2 separate regions of the Sus scrofa genome follow, and region 1 is linked to region 2. Evidence: chromatin contacts called from public HiChIP or PLAC-seq data. All regions are on one chromosome and are shown on one strand. The core of a region is the stretch at or near the end of the contact, and the rest is flanking DNA. Distances in the headings are between cores, read along the strand shown.

Evidence for each region. HiChIP or PLAC-seq counts read pairs in DNA pulled down with a chosen protein or histone mark.
Region 1: an H3K27ac HiChIP or PLAC-seq map of alveolar macrophages shows a contact between it and region 2. The contact joins two enhancer-like sites. A contact is called at or near these places in 9 of 47 Hi-C or Micro-C datasets (blood, embryonic fibroblasts, liver and 5 more) and 1 of 2 datasets of contacts at active chromatin or transcription factors (alveolar macrophages).

What each region holds. Positions count from the first base shown.
Region 1 is chr16:68,506,476-68,512,336 of Sscrofa11.1, forward strand. No RefSeq gene overlaps it. Among named protein-coding and RNA genes, the nearest start is that of LARP1, 58 kb to the left of the region's middle. Within about 2 kb of position 3,911, at least 65 of the 83 cell types and tissues checked have an H3K27ac peak or open chromatin away from gene starts, as enhancers often do. A contact at or near this core is called in alveolar macrophages, where this site is marked.
Region 2 is chr16:68,380,584-68,386,665 of Sscrofa11.1, forward strand. FAXDC2 (fatty acid hydroxylase domain-containing protein 2) reads left to right here. Exons shown (of 8, transcript XM_021076711.1): 6 at 5,623-5,831. Among named protein-coding and RNA genes, the nearest start is that of FAXDC2, 24 kb to the left of the region's middle. Within about 2 kb of position 1,773, at least 3 of the 83 cell types and tissues checked have an H3K27ac peak or open chromatin away from gene starts, as enhancers often do. A contact at or near this core is called in alveolar macrophages, where this site is marked.

The DNA.
Region 1 (5,861 bases), core at 2,661-5,160, 130 kb after region 2:
TTTTTTTTTTTTTTGTCTTTTTGCCATTTCTAGGGCCGCTCCCCCAGCATATGGAGGTTCCCAGGCTAGGGGTCTAATCAGAGCTGTAGCCGCCAGCCTACGCCAGAGCCATAGCAATGTGGGATCCGAGCCACGTCTGCGACCTACAGCACAGCTCACGGCAACGCCGGATCCTTAACCCATGGAGCAAGGCCAGGGATCGAACCTGCAACCTCATGGTTCCTAGTCGGATCTGCTAACCACTGTGCCATGACAGGAACTGCGGGACTAACTTTTAAATAAATCATTCTCAAGACACCTAATTCACACATTCGCATCCAACGTGTGACGAGTTTCATGGAGTTAAGAGAGTTTCTAAAAGGAACTTAATCCAGGCAGGAGGATTAAGCCAGTCACGAGGCTGCTCGGGGAAGCATTAGTACTAGGGCTGCCACCTAAGACTGCACAGTCTGTATTCTGCACAAAGGTGACAGGCAGATAAGGGCAGGTGAGAGCAGCGAGATCCAGTCCCATCCAAGCTGGGCCTTTTCCTAATTTGCAAAAAGGCCTTGTGTAGACTAACAGGGACAGCGTTTAGTTCCTCCTTCCTCTAATCCCCCTCTCCAAGAAAAACTGCTCTAAAGAAATGTAGAATCTGCCTGCTGGAACTCTACCCAATATTCTGTGATATTCTATATGGGAAAAGAATCTAAAAAAGAATGAATATGTGTATATGTATAACTGAATCATTTTGTTGGAAGAAGAAATTGTCACAACATGGTAAATCAACTATACTCCAATAGCTTTTTTTTCTTTTTAGGGCCACACCCGAGGCATATGGAAGTTCCCAGGCTAGGGGTCGAAACGGAGACACACCACAGCCATAGCAACACAGGATCTGAGTCACATCTGCAACCCACACCACAGCTCACGGCAATGCCGGATCCTTAATCCACTGAGTGAGATCGAACCCACATCCTCATGGATACTAATAGGATTCGTTTCCACTGCACCATCATGGAACCTCCTTCAATCAAACTTTAAAAAATTGGGAGTTTCTGTTGTGGCTCAGCGGTTAACGAAGCCAACTAGTATCCATGAGGACATGGGTTCGATCCTTGGCCTCGCTCAGTGGGTTAAGGATCCGGTGGTGCTGTGGCTGTGGCGTAAGCCAGCAGCTGCAGCTCTGATTCAACCCCTAGCCTGGGAATTTCCACATGCTGTGCATGCAGCCCTAAAAAGACAAAAAAAGAAAAATAAAAACTTTTAAAAAATAAAAAAGAGGAGTTCCTATCGTGGCTCAGTGGTTATCGAATCCGACTAGGAACCATGAGGTTGTGGGTTCGATCCCTGGCCCTTGCTCAGTGGGTTAAGGATCTGGTATTGCCATGAGCTCTGGTGTAGGTTGGAGACGTGGCTCGGATCCCACATTGCTATGGCTCTGGTGTAGGCCGGCGGTATGGCTCCGATTCGACCCCTAGCCTGGGAACCTCCATATGCGGTGAGAGTGGCACAAGATATGGCAAAAAGACAATAAATAAATAAATTAAATAAAAATAAAAATAAAAAAAGAAATGTAAAATCTATTAAAAACATTGATAGGTGTGTGTGTGTGTGTGTGTGTGTGTGTGTACAGATTCTCAAGAGATGTCCCCTGTACTCCCTTTCTACCCAAACACACCCCCTAAATCCTTACTTTAAAGACTGGAAGTAAAGGAAGGCATCTCTAAGGAAGTGACATAGGAGCTGAGACTGAAGGATGAGAAGGGGCCAGGCAGCTGAAGTATGAGTTCCCTGAGGAGAGAAGTACCACAGCTGAAGGATCTAATAAGCAGCCAGGGTGGCTGAGTCATGGATAGAGAACAGGAGAAGGGAGAGGATGGGCTGGGTAGTGGCAATACCATGCGTGGTCCCTTCCAGGCCCCATTAGGGGTTTAATTCTCATCCTGAAATGTCTCATACTTTCCCCTCCCTGACCATGTTGCCCACGGGCAGTCCACAGAGAATGCACGGTAACACAAACCACCCTTCCAGAGCGCCTACCATGAGCCACGCGCTGTGCTGACAACCCATGTCTATGTTTCCTTCCCTGTCCTCAAGGAACTAAATATTCTTTGATTCCAATTGAGCAGATGAGAAAATTGAGGCAGAGGGGATGAGCAGCCTGCCCAAGATAACCTGGCTATCAAGAGTGGGCCGAGGAGTTCCCGCTGTGGCTCAGTGATAACAAACCTGACTAGAATCATGAGGACTCCTGTTTGATCCCTGGATTCACTCAGTAGGTTAAGGACCCGGCATTGCTGTGATGTGTGGTGTAGGTCACAGATGTGGCTCGGATCTTGCATTGCTTGTGGCTGTGGTGTAGGCTGGCAGCTACAGCTCTGATTCTACCCCTAGCCTGGGAACATCCATATGCCGATGGTTCGTCCCTAAAAAGACAAAAAAGAAAAAAAGAGGTATGCTGGGATCATCCCAGGTTTGTGATTCTAAGCCCTTCTCCTTGGATGCCTTGTAGCAAAGAGCCTAGTAAATAAGCAGAAGGCACAAGGCCTCCAGAGCCTGGTTATTCAAAGTAGGGCCTGGGGGCCTGCAGCGTTGGCATCACTTGGAAGCTTGTCAGAACTGTAGGAGCTCCAGTTCCATTTCAGCCCTACTGAATCACAATTTGCATCTTACAAGAATAATTACACATTCCAGGCCGAGCTGCACTACACCAGAGGATAATCCAAGCAAAGCAGCGTATTACCTGTGCGGCCCTTGCACAACAGTCTAGTGTCTCAAAGGCCAAGTCTTCAGTGACTTGAAACCAACTTATTATAACCAAATTTGCCAGAACTGCCAAGTTTTCCATCCATCCACCTGCCTTAGTTCTCTCTTCTATTCCAACTCCAAAGGAAAGTTCATGAGAGGCTACCGTCACCTCCAGACAGGGCCTGCTATACATTATGCTTCTGCTCAGTTCCTTAGTAAGCACCTGCCCTCATATAGGGAGAAATCCAAAGCTGTTTGACCCTTCTCGGGGTTAGTCACTGCTCCAAATCATCTTCCACGTGGGGTCCACTCTGATCCCTGCATCATTTCTGGGACCCACTTTTCACAAGTCCATTCCTTTTCTTAGCCTGCATGCCAAAGGAAGCAGAATGGTTTGGTGGAAAAGATTCATGCGTGAGGAAAAGCTGGATTCTCTTTCTCCATTAAGACCACATGTTGTGTAATTAGCAAACTCCCATCTCCACTTAATCATTCCCATCTGAGAAATGGGTAAAATGCACTAGATTAGGAATCACTACATCAGGCAGGTGACAGAGGAAGTTCAACAGCCTTGGTGAAATAGGAATGGGTAGCAGGAACTGTGGAAAATTACAAGATGCAATGCCCTGACTAAAAAAGCAGCCCCCCTCAGCATTAGACTGTTGTTGTCATGGGCAATGTAGGTTCCGTGTTGGCACATATTCTAATTTTTCAAGAGTTAGGAACCAGATTTCCTCCCCTAGGAAATATCCTATGGTGTTTAAACACTGGCATCTGGTTAAAACTTAAGTAGACAAATGCCGTGTGAGCCACATAAAGATCAGGTGTGGGGCAGAACTGCTTGTGGGCCGCCGGCCGGCGACGCCTGGCCTGGATGCCACCTAAGGTTATGTATAAGCTGAGGATTCCAGCGCGTGTGCGGCTCCTCCAGAATGCTGCAAAGCTGCCACCTTAAAAGCGGCGGAATCCGCGCCTTCCGGGGTGCGGCGCTCCTCCCCACCGTGTTCGGGCCTCCATCCGTGCTCCTTCCCAGGCTTCTTTGGGAGACGGCGGTGCGCGGAGACTGCGCCCACTTCGGCTGCCAGCGGACGGGTCGCACGGCATCGCCTTCTTCACACCCTCCCTACTTGCTCTCCTGCTCTCTCGGCAGCGCCGCAGTGATGACTCAGCCTCCTGCAGCCCGAGCGTCCCGGGAGCGGAGGGGAAGGGGAGGGGAAGGGGACAGGCTGGGCGGGGCCAGTGGATCGGGGGAGGAGAGCAAGGAGGAAGGAGGACCCAGGGGAAAGGGAGGAAGACGGGGAAGTGGGAGAGGAGGAAGGGAGGGGGAGGGAAGGTGATCCTGGGGTGGCCGCAGCCCCCGCCTCCTCCCTCGGCGCGCAGATTTGGGCTGGGCGGGGGCAAGCGGGCCGGAGCGGAGCAAGGGGCTGGGGAGAGGGTGAGACGACCCAGGGAAGGTCGTGATCTCCCTCCCACCCCCATCCCTGCGTGCCCTTCTTGGCACGCGGTTCCTAGCCACACCCACGGGCTCGCCCCTGCCGCAGTTGAATTAGTGCTGGGAGAGGCACCTTTCGACGCAGACCCTTAGGGAGCACTTCCCTCCGGTTGGAGGCCTTGGAGACCCGGCACTTAGAAATCTGCAGAGATGAGACAGAGCCTTGCTTCCTGGAGGCTAGCAAGGCAGAGAGAAAACACACACGGCCTATCCGCATGTGGAAATTGGAAGGGAGAAACCATCTACCGGCGCATTTTGCTGGGCTGCACAGTAGCTGTAACACAAGGTTCATTTTGGAAGGTGGCCCAAGGACGTTACCTTAGCAAATTTAAATAATATAAATGAGTCGATGAATGAATGACATGTGCTTCGGGATCATATCTGTGTGGATAGAGGCTAGTTTTTTTTTTTAATGTTTTTTGTATGTCTCTGTGTTTGGAAGGATGAATAGGAGTCTATGTATGTATCTTGAATGATGTATGCTTATGGAAAAAGCACATTGATAACTAACTGTATATGAGTATGTGTGTTCAGAATTTGTTTTTCTGTGTATATGTACAGATGTTTATCTTTCTGTGCCTAAATGTTAAGCGTGTGTGTGTGTGTGTGTGTGTGTGTAAGCTCTATGGGGTTTCCTGAGTGTGTATTTGAATATGTCTATCTATGTGACTTTGTGGGTTTGTGAATGTGACTGTATAATATGCTTGGGTATGTACTGCTCTTGTGTGCCAATGTTATTGCGTGTGGGGGTGGTTGGGACTCTATGTATCTTGGTGAGACTGCATTATGGTTTTGTGTGTGTGTTAGTGAGTGTATGAGAATACATTTGTGAGTCTGTGACCAGGGCCTGAGTGTTCCTTGAAGTTGCTTGTGTGTTTAGATGAGAACGTGTGTTTTTCATAGTCTGCAAGGATATGTTTGTGTAAGAGTGTGGGTGCATCTCTGTAGCCATCCTATTGATTCCATCTATGATAAGGGCTCAGTGAGTCTTAAGGGTTGGGCTGGTCAAGATGCTTCTTGGAGGAGGAGGTCCTGGGAGGGAAGGGTGGAGATTGTGGAGGTAGGAGAACCCTGGGTGTGCTGGCCCAGTGACCATCCAGAGCCATGGGAGGCAGGGCGAGCAGTGTAGGCTAAAGCCAAACCCAGTGACCTTGAATGCCAGAACAGGTCATGCGCCAGGTCTTCCTGGGAGCCTCCTCTGCCTTCCTCCACCCTCTCAAGTCTGCTTCTCCCATAGCCTCCTCACTATGTGCCTTGTCAGTGCCCTTCTGCAGAGGCCTGCCCTGTGTCATTAACAACAGCAACTGTATGGAGCACTTACTGTGTGCCTACCTCCTGAAAGCAGTGAACTGGCATTGGCTCAAGCTGAGTAGCCCCAGTTTTACAGAGGGGGAGACCGAGGAGATGAAGCGCCTGTTCCCGGTTACACACTAGTAAGGGTGCCTCAAATTCCAGCGGGTGCATACCCTGTTCAGCTGCTAGACCAGGCGGGGTCTCACAACCTCAGCACTGTTGACACCTGGGCTGGAGAAATCGGTGTTGTGGGGCTGCCCTGTACACTGTAGGAGGTTCACAGCATCCTTGGCCTCTTTACGCCAAATGCCTGTAGCCCCTTCCTTTCCCGTTGTGTCAGCCAAAA
Region 2 (6,082 bases), core at 523-3,022:
GTGTTGCTGCAGCTTCTCCTGGTCAAAGCACAGAAAATAAGGGCTAAAGCCACACTCTCAAAATGCTCCCGGCTGGCCTAGAAGAGACCATGGCTATTGAGAGCCACATCCCCCTCTTTGGCAGTTAGAGAGAGGACATAATATGGTCCAAATCTCAGAGCCCATCAGTCAAGGTCAATGTCTGGTCTTCTGACTCCCAGACCTCACTCTCTACGTGCCTGGGATGGTCCAGGGCACTGTGCTCACCATTTTAGGAACAGAAATGATTGTCTCAGTGTGGCTGGCACAGTGCATCCCAGAGATGTCAGGCAGTTCCCCGCTCATCTACAGGAGCAGGGACAGCAAAGCCTAGAAGCTGAAACCATGGATAGCAGTTGCTGAAACAATGGATTAAGCCCTTTAAAATATCAATTCTGAATGTGGGGGTGGTGGTTATTTTTTAATCAGGTCTTCCTTCCCAAATTTTTTTTCTTTTTTTTTTGTCTTTTGTGCTTTTTTAAGGCCGCACCTGCAGCACATGGAGGTTCCCAGACCAGGGGTCTAATCAGAGCTGTAGCTGCCGGCCTACGCCAGAGCCACAGCAATGCCAGATCTGAGCCACGTCTGCCACCTACACCACAGCTCACGGCAACGCCGGATCCTTAACCCACTGAGCGAGGCCAGGGATCAAACCCGAGACCTCGTGGTTCCTAGTTGTATTAGTTTCCGCTGTGCCACGACAGTAACTCCCCAAATTTTCAGTACAACCAACAGTACACAGTTCATCCATGGCAAACAAGGCCTAGGCCCTGCTGATCAGGAACTCCTGGCCCAGGAGGACAAAAAGGCCAAGCACACGTGTCTGAATTACACACGCCTGGGAAGTAAGCCCTAGTGCCCACTGCCTCCCTCAGCCCACCTGCCAACTTGGTGCTCCAGTAACCTGTAGAAAACTTTTCTTACACAACAAGGAAGAAGTTTTCTTAAAGCCAGACTTCTCTCTTCAGCTCTGCCCAAATCACAGGCTGGCTTTTTCCCCAGACAAGACAATCATCTTTTATTTTTTTGTCTTTTTAGGGCCGCACTGGAGGCATATGGAGGCTCCCAGGCTAGGGGTCTAATCGGAGCTGTAGCTGCCAGCCTATGCTAGAGCTAAAGCAATGCCAGATCCGAGCCACGTCTGTGACCTACACCATAGCTCATGGCAACGCCGGATCCTAAGCCCACTGAGCGAGGCCAAGGATCGAACCCACAGCCTCATGTTTCCTAGTTGTGTTAGTTTCCGCTGCGCCACAAAGGGAACTCCCCAGATTTTCAGTACAACCAACAGTGCACAGTTCATCCATGGCAAAAAGGCCCAGGCCTTACTGATCAGGAACTCCTGGCCCAGAAGGACAGGAAGGCCAAGGGCACATGTCTGAATCACACACGTCTGGGAAGTAAGCCCCAGTGCCCAGTGCTCCCTCAGCCCACTTGCCAACTTGGTGCTCCAGTAACCCCTAGAAAACTTCTCCTACACAACAAAGAAGAAGTTGTTTCTTAAAGCCAGACTTCTCTCCTCAGCTCCACCCAAACCACAGGCTGGCTTTTTTTCCCAGACAAGACAATCATCTTTTAATGATCTGCCAGGTACCTGGGTGAATCACCTTGGCTCTTAGGGAGTTCTGTAGCCTGCACTCTGAAAAGCCAAGTGGCTGAGAAGTAGTGCCCTTGACCCAGGCTTTCAGAACCATCCCTTCCTGAACTAGAGCTTCTGGAAGGAGTTCCCTTCACTTGAGGCAGGACTGCCAAGCCAGGGGCTTCCCCTGGGTTGAGCCTGGCAGGCAGGAACCGGAGCCAAAGGGTTGAAGCCAGTGCTGTGCCCTTGAGAACATCTCACGTGTCAGAAGCCTCCTTATCAGGCATCACTGACTAAATGCATGTCTTCAAGTACTTTAATAATCTTCATTATCCAGAAGAGAAAATGGAGGCTTTGAGATGTGACATTGGTTATAACCATAATTCACCCTAAGGCTGTGTGGTCCAGGGCTTGTGCTCTGAACTGCTAGGCCACATCAGCTCTCAAGCAAACTTCACAGTCTACAGTGAATTCCCACTCAGGGAAGTCTCACAGCATTTTGCACAGGCTGACATTCAGAACGGTTCAGTGATGAGGTCAAGGTCACACTGTTCCTAGGAAAGAAAGCGAGGGCTCCTACACTGTGTGTCCCCTCAGGTGGCCACACACGTGAGAAGGCCAGAAGCTGTTTAGTCTTTGGCCCATTCCAGAAAGGCCTGACCCCTGACCTAAGACATTAGGAGCAGGTCCTCAACTGGGACCTGAACACTATGACATTCATAAGATACTCTCGCAAGCCCTGCTTACTTTCCCACTCTCCTGGAAAGAGAGCTGGTTCACACCTTCTCCCTCCACAAGTCCCAACACCTCCCACCTTCACTTCACCTCCTCCCAGAGGATGGCCTTGCCTCCTACGTCACTAAGAAAATTGAAGCAGGCAGAAGAGAGTTCCCTCAGCCGCCTACCAGCTCAACCTGCAGGCAGCACCTGCCCAGACATGCTCACTACCCACCTGGTACTACAGGTGGCCATCCCCTCCCTGTCCCATGAGGGCCTGGTCCTCCACTAACTCTGCACTACACCCATCACCCCCTCTTTACTCCAGGAAATTGCTCCAGCATCTCTTCGTTCTCTTTCCTTTATTCTTTTCTTTTCCTCTTCTGGATTATACCTCTCTGTCTTATTACAAACAGCCTATAATTTTTCCTAGCTTCAAACCAAACCAAACCAAACCAAAACTCTTAGCTTCCTCTCCCACACTCACTACCACACATATTCTTGTTCCTCTTTGCAGTAAAGCTCTTTGAAAGAGTTGTCGATACAGTTTCCAATTTCTCTCTTTTTCCCAGCATTTAGTAATTACGAAAAACTATAAACACGTATACAGAAGTTAAAAAATGAGTACACTTATCACTCATTTACACACCACCTAGATCTGCCAAGTTCAAATATTTTACAATATTTGCTTTCTTTCTTTTTCTTTCTTTCTTTTCTTTTCTCTCTTTTTTCTCCTTTTTGTCCCCTTGCCAGGGCCGCATCCATAGCACATGGAGGCTCCCAGGCCAGGGGTCCAATCGGAGCTGTAGCCGCTGGCCTACACCACAGCATAGCAACTCGGGATCCGAGCCGTGTCTGCAACCTACACCACAGCTCATGGCAACGCTGGATCCTTAACCCAGTGAGCAAGGCCAGGGATCAAACCTGCAACCTCATGGTTCCTAGTCAGATTCGTTAACCACTGTGCCATGACAGGAACTCCTGCTTTCTTTATATATAAAAATGTAACTATGCATCTAGAATTTTTGGCCTAATAATTTGAAACTAAGTTCAGACATCATAAATCTCCAAACCCTTCAGCCTGCATCTCCCAAAACAATCACAAAGCCATCCTTTCACCTTCTGTATAAACCTCCTCCCATCAGGCCTTTACCTCCTCTGTTCCACCAAAATTGTCCTGAGCAAGGTCACCAGTGTTCGTGTCAAAGGCGTGACTCATTAGACCTACTGGGGCGTTTTCACAGCTGCTCACTCCCATCCTGGTTGTAGCTTCTTACACTGGCTCCCAAGGCTACGTTCCTTCTTTCCACCTCACTGATCACCCTTTCAGAGTCTCCTTTCTGGTTCTTCCTCAACCTAATCTCCCAACCTCTTAACGCTGATGCCCAGGACTCAGCCTCAGTCCTCTTCTCCATCCTCATCTCCTCAGTGGCATGACTTTAAACACCACCTCAATGCCTACAGCTCACAGATAGCTATCTCTAGGGCAGAGCTCTCTGCTGGATTCCAGGCTCAACTATCCAGTGGCCTCTCTGAAATCTCTGCCTGGATTCTAATCCCACGTCCCAAAGAGAAAGTCTGATCTCTCACTCCTCAAAGCCTTTGGTACCCACGGCCTCCCCAGTTGGAGCTGGGGAGCCTCTCAGACCAGAAGCTTTGCAGTCACCCTTGACTACCCTATCCCTCATGCTCCACATCCAATCTACCTGAAACACTATTGGCTCAATTTCCATAATGGATCCAGAGTCCACCCTGTCTCATCACCACCTCCACAGCTACCTCCCCGTTCTGGGCCATCATCCTCTCCTCTGTATATCTTTGCAATTCTAACTGGTCTGTTTCTATTCTTGGTTCCCTACTATCTGTTCTCGACATGGCAGCAGAGCAGCCCTGTAAGATCTTGTCCCTTCTCTGCTCACAACCTTGGGATGATGATCCCCATTTTTCTTGGAGTAAAAGACACGGTCCTCAAAGGGGCCTGTGCGTCCCTAGATGCACTGGCTCCTCCTCCCCGCCTCATACCTCACTCCTCTCCAGCCAAGGATGCCAGAAGTGTACCTGTCTTAGAGCTTTTCCGCCAGCCCTCCCCTTGCCTGAAAACTCTTCCCCCAGGTATCAGCTTCCTTCACCACCCTCACCTCTTTGTTCAGAACTCATCATCTCAATAAAGCTGCCCAAGGCCGCTCTATTTAAAATGAGAAGAGTAGAAACTCAATGAGAGAAGCAATCCTTGGTTTGTTCCTTGCTTCCATCCCAGCCCAGAGAACACTGCCTGTAACAGTGAGGGGACGCAATAAAAATCAGCTGAATGAAAAAAAATGAATAACCATATATGACACCTTCCTCTTGGTCCAGTTTCCCGGAAGAGGTGGATGGCATCCTTTACAGATGCTCTCAAACCAGGCTGGTCAGACCTTGGCTTCACCCAGTAGATGGAATTCAAGGTCTAGAGAGTGAATTCTGCTTCGGAGGAAGAGGCAGGCCTGAAGTCTTAGGACCACTCTGCACACAGCCTCACCTTGGGGTAGAAACCCCCCAGCCTGTGGACATTTCTCAGGAAGAAATACCCCTGGCCCACCCGCAGCCAGCGGCCTGTGGCCTTGGGCTATTTCCAGAAACTCCAGTGCTTTGACAAATGGAAGGGTCGGGGATTTACTGACACCTGTGGGAATGCTGGCTGTGGTACTGAGACTTGCTGGGGTTGGAGCATGCGGTCCACCTGTCCACTATGACCTGGAGAGGAGGTCTAGACAGGTTCCCATCCTGACAACTCCACCGTGAAACCCAGGAAGAATCAGCCACAGCAAGTTGTTCAGGAGGCCAGGTAGCAGCTCCCCGGCTCACAAACCGTCTCCATTCTGGGCCTCGACCAGTGAGGCTGGACCATGTGAGGAGGCAGATGACCTTCAACTCTGCATGTGATCAAGGCTCTCTGGATGAGGGGCTAACGGCTGAAGGACTCAGGCCAGGAGCCTTCTCCAGGCACCCTGGAGGCTCCCCAAGGTGCCTGCCAGGAGTACATGGAGTTGGGCAGGAGCAGAGAACGGGGGAGGACAGTGGTGGAAGTTGCAGAAGCAGGAAGAAGGCAAGTTCAGGCAGAGACTAAGGCTGGGGGAGGGGAGTTTCCCAAGGCAGGGCGTTAGCAGATGGTTCCACCCTGGGCTGCCAGTTACAGCCAGACATCACTCCTAGCATCTACTCCTGAGGGAGGCCTCCCCTGAGCAGGTCACACAGGAGCCTGGTTCCTAGAAGAGGAACTCCTACTTCTTATACTCTTGTCTGCCTCTGTCCTTCCTTCCTCTCTCCGGCAGGTGGACCCCGTGAAGCTACGCAAGGCTATCCAAACGGTTCTCTTCAACCAGTTTGTCATCTCCTTGCCCTTACTGGTCTTCCTCTATCCCATCCTCAAGTTGTGGGGAGACCCCTGCCGCCAAGAGCTCCCCACCTTCCACTGGTTCCTCCTGGAGCTGGCCATCTTCACGCTGATTGAGGAAGTCCTGTTCTACTACTCACACCGGTGAGTGAGGGGCTGCCTGCGCCCAGCCAGCTCCACACTCTTCCTGCCTCACTCATCCCCGGAACATACCCCTGGCCCCAAAGCTTCCCGGGAACTAGTTAACAGGGAGACAACCATTGGTTCCACAGCTGACACCTTCAGAAGACTGAGGAGTGTCCAGAAGCTCCATTCGTGTGTGTGCCAGGGCAGTGTCCCGTTGAATCCATTCCCTTCTTCAATCTTCTGCCCATCATCCCTGTTTTACAGTTGAT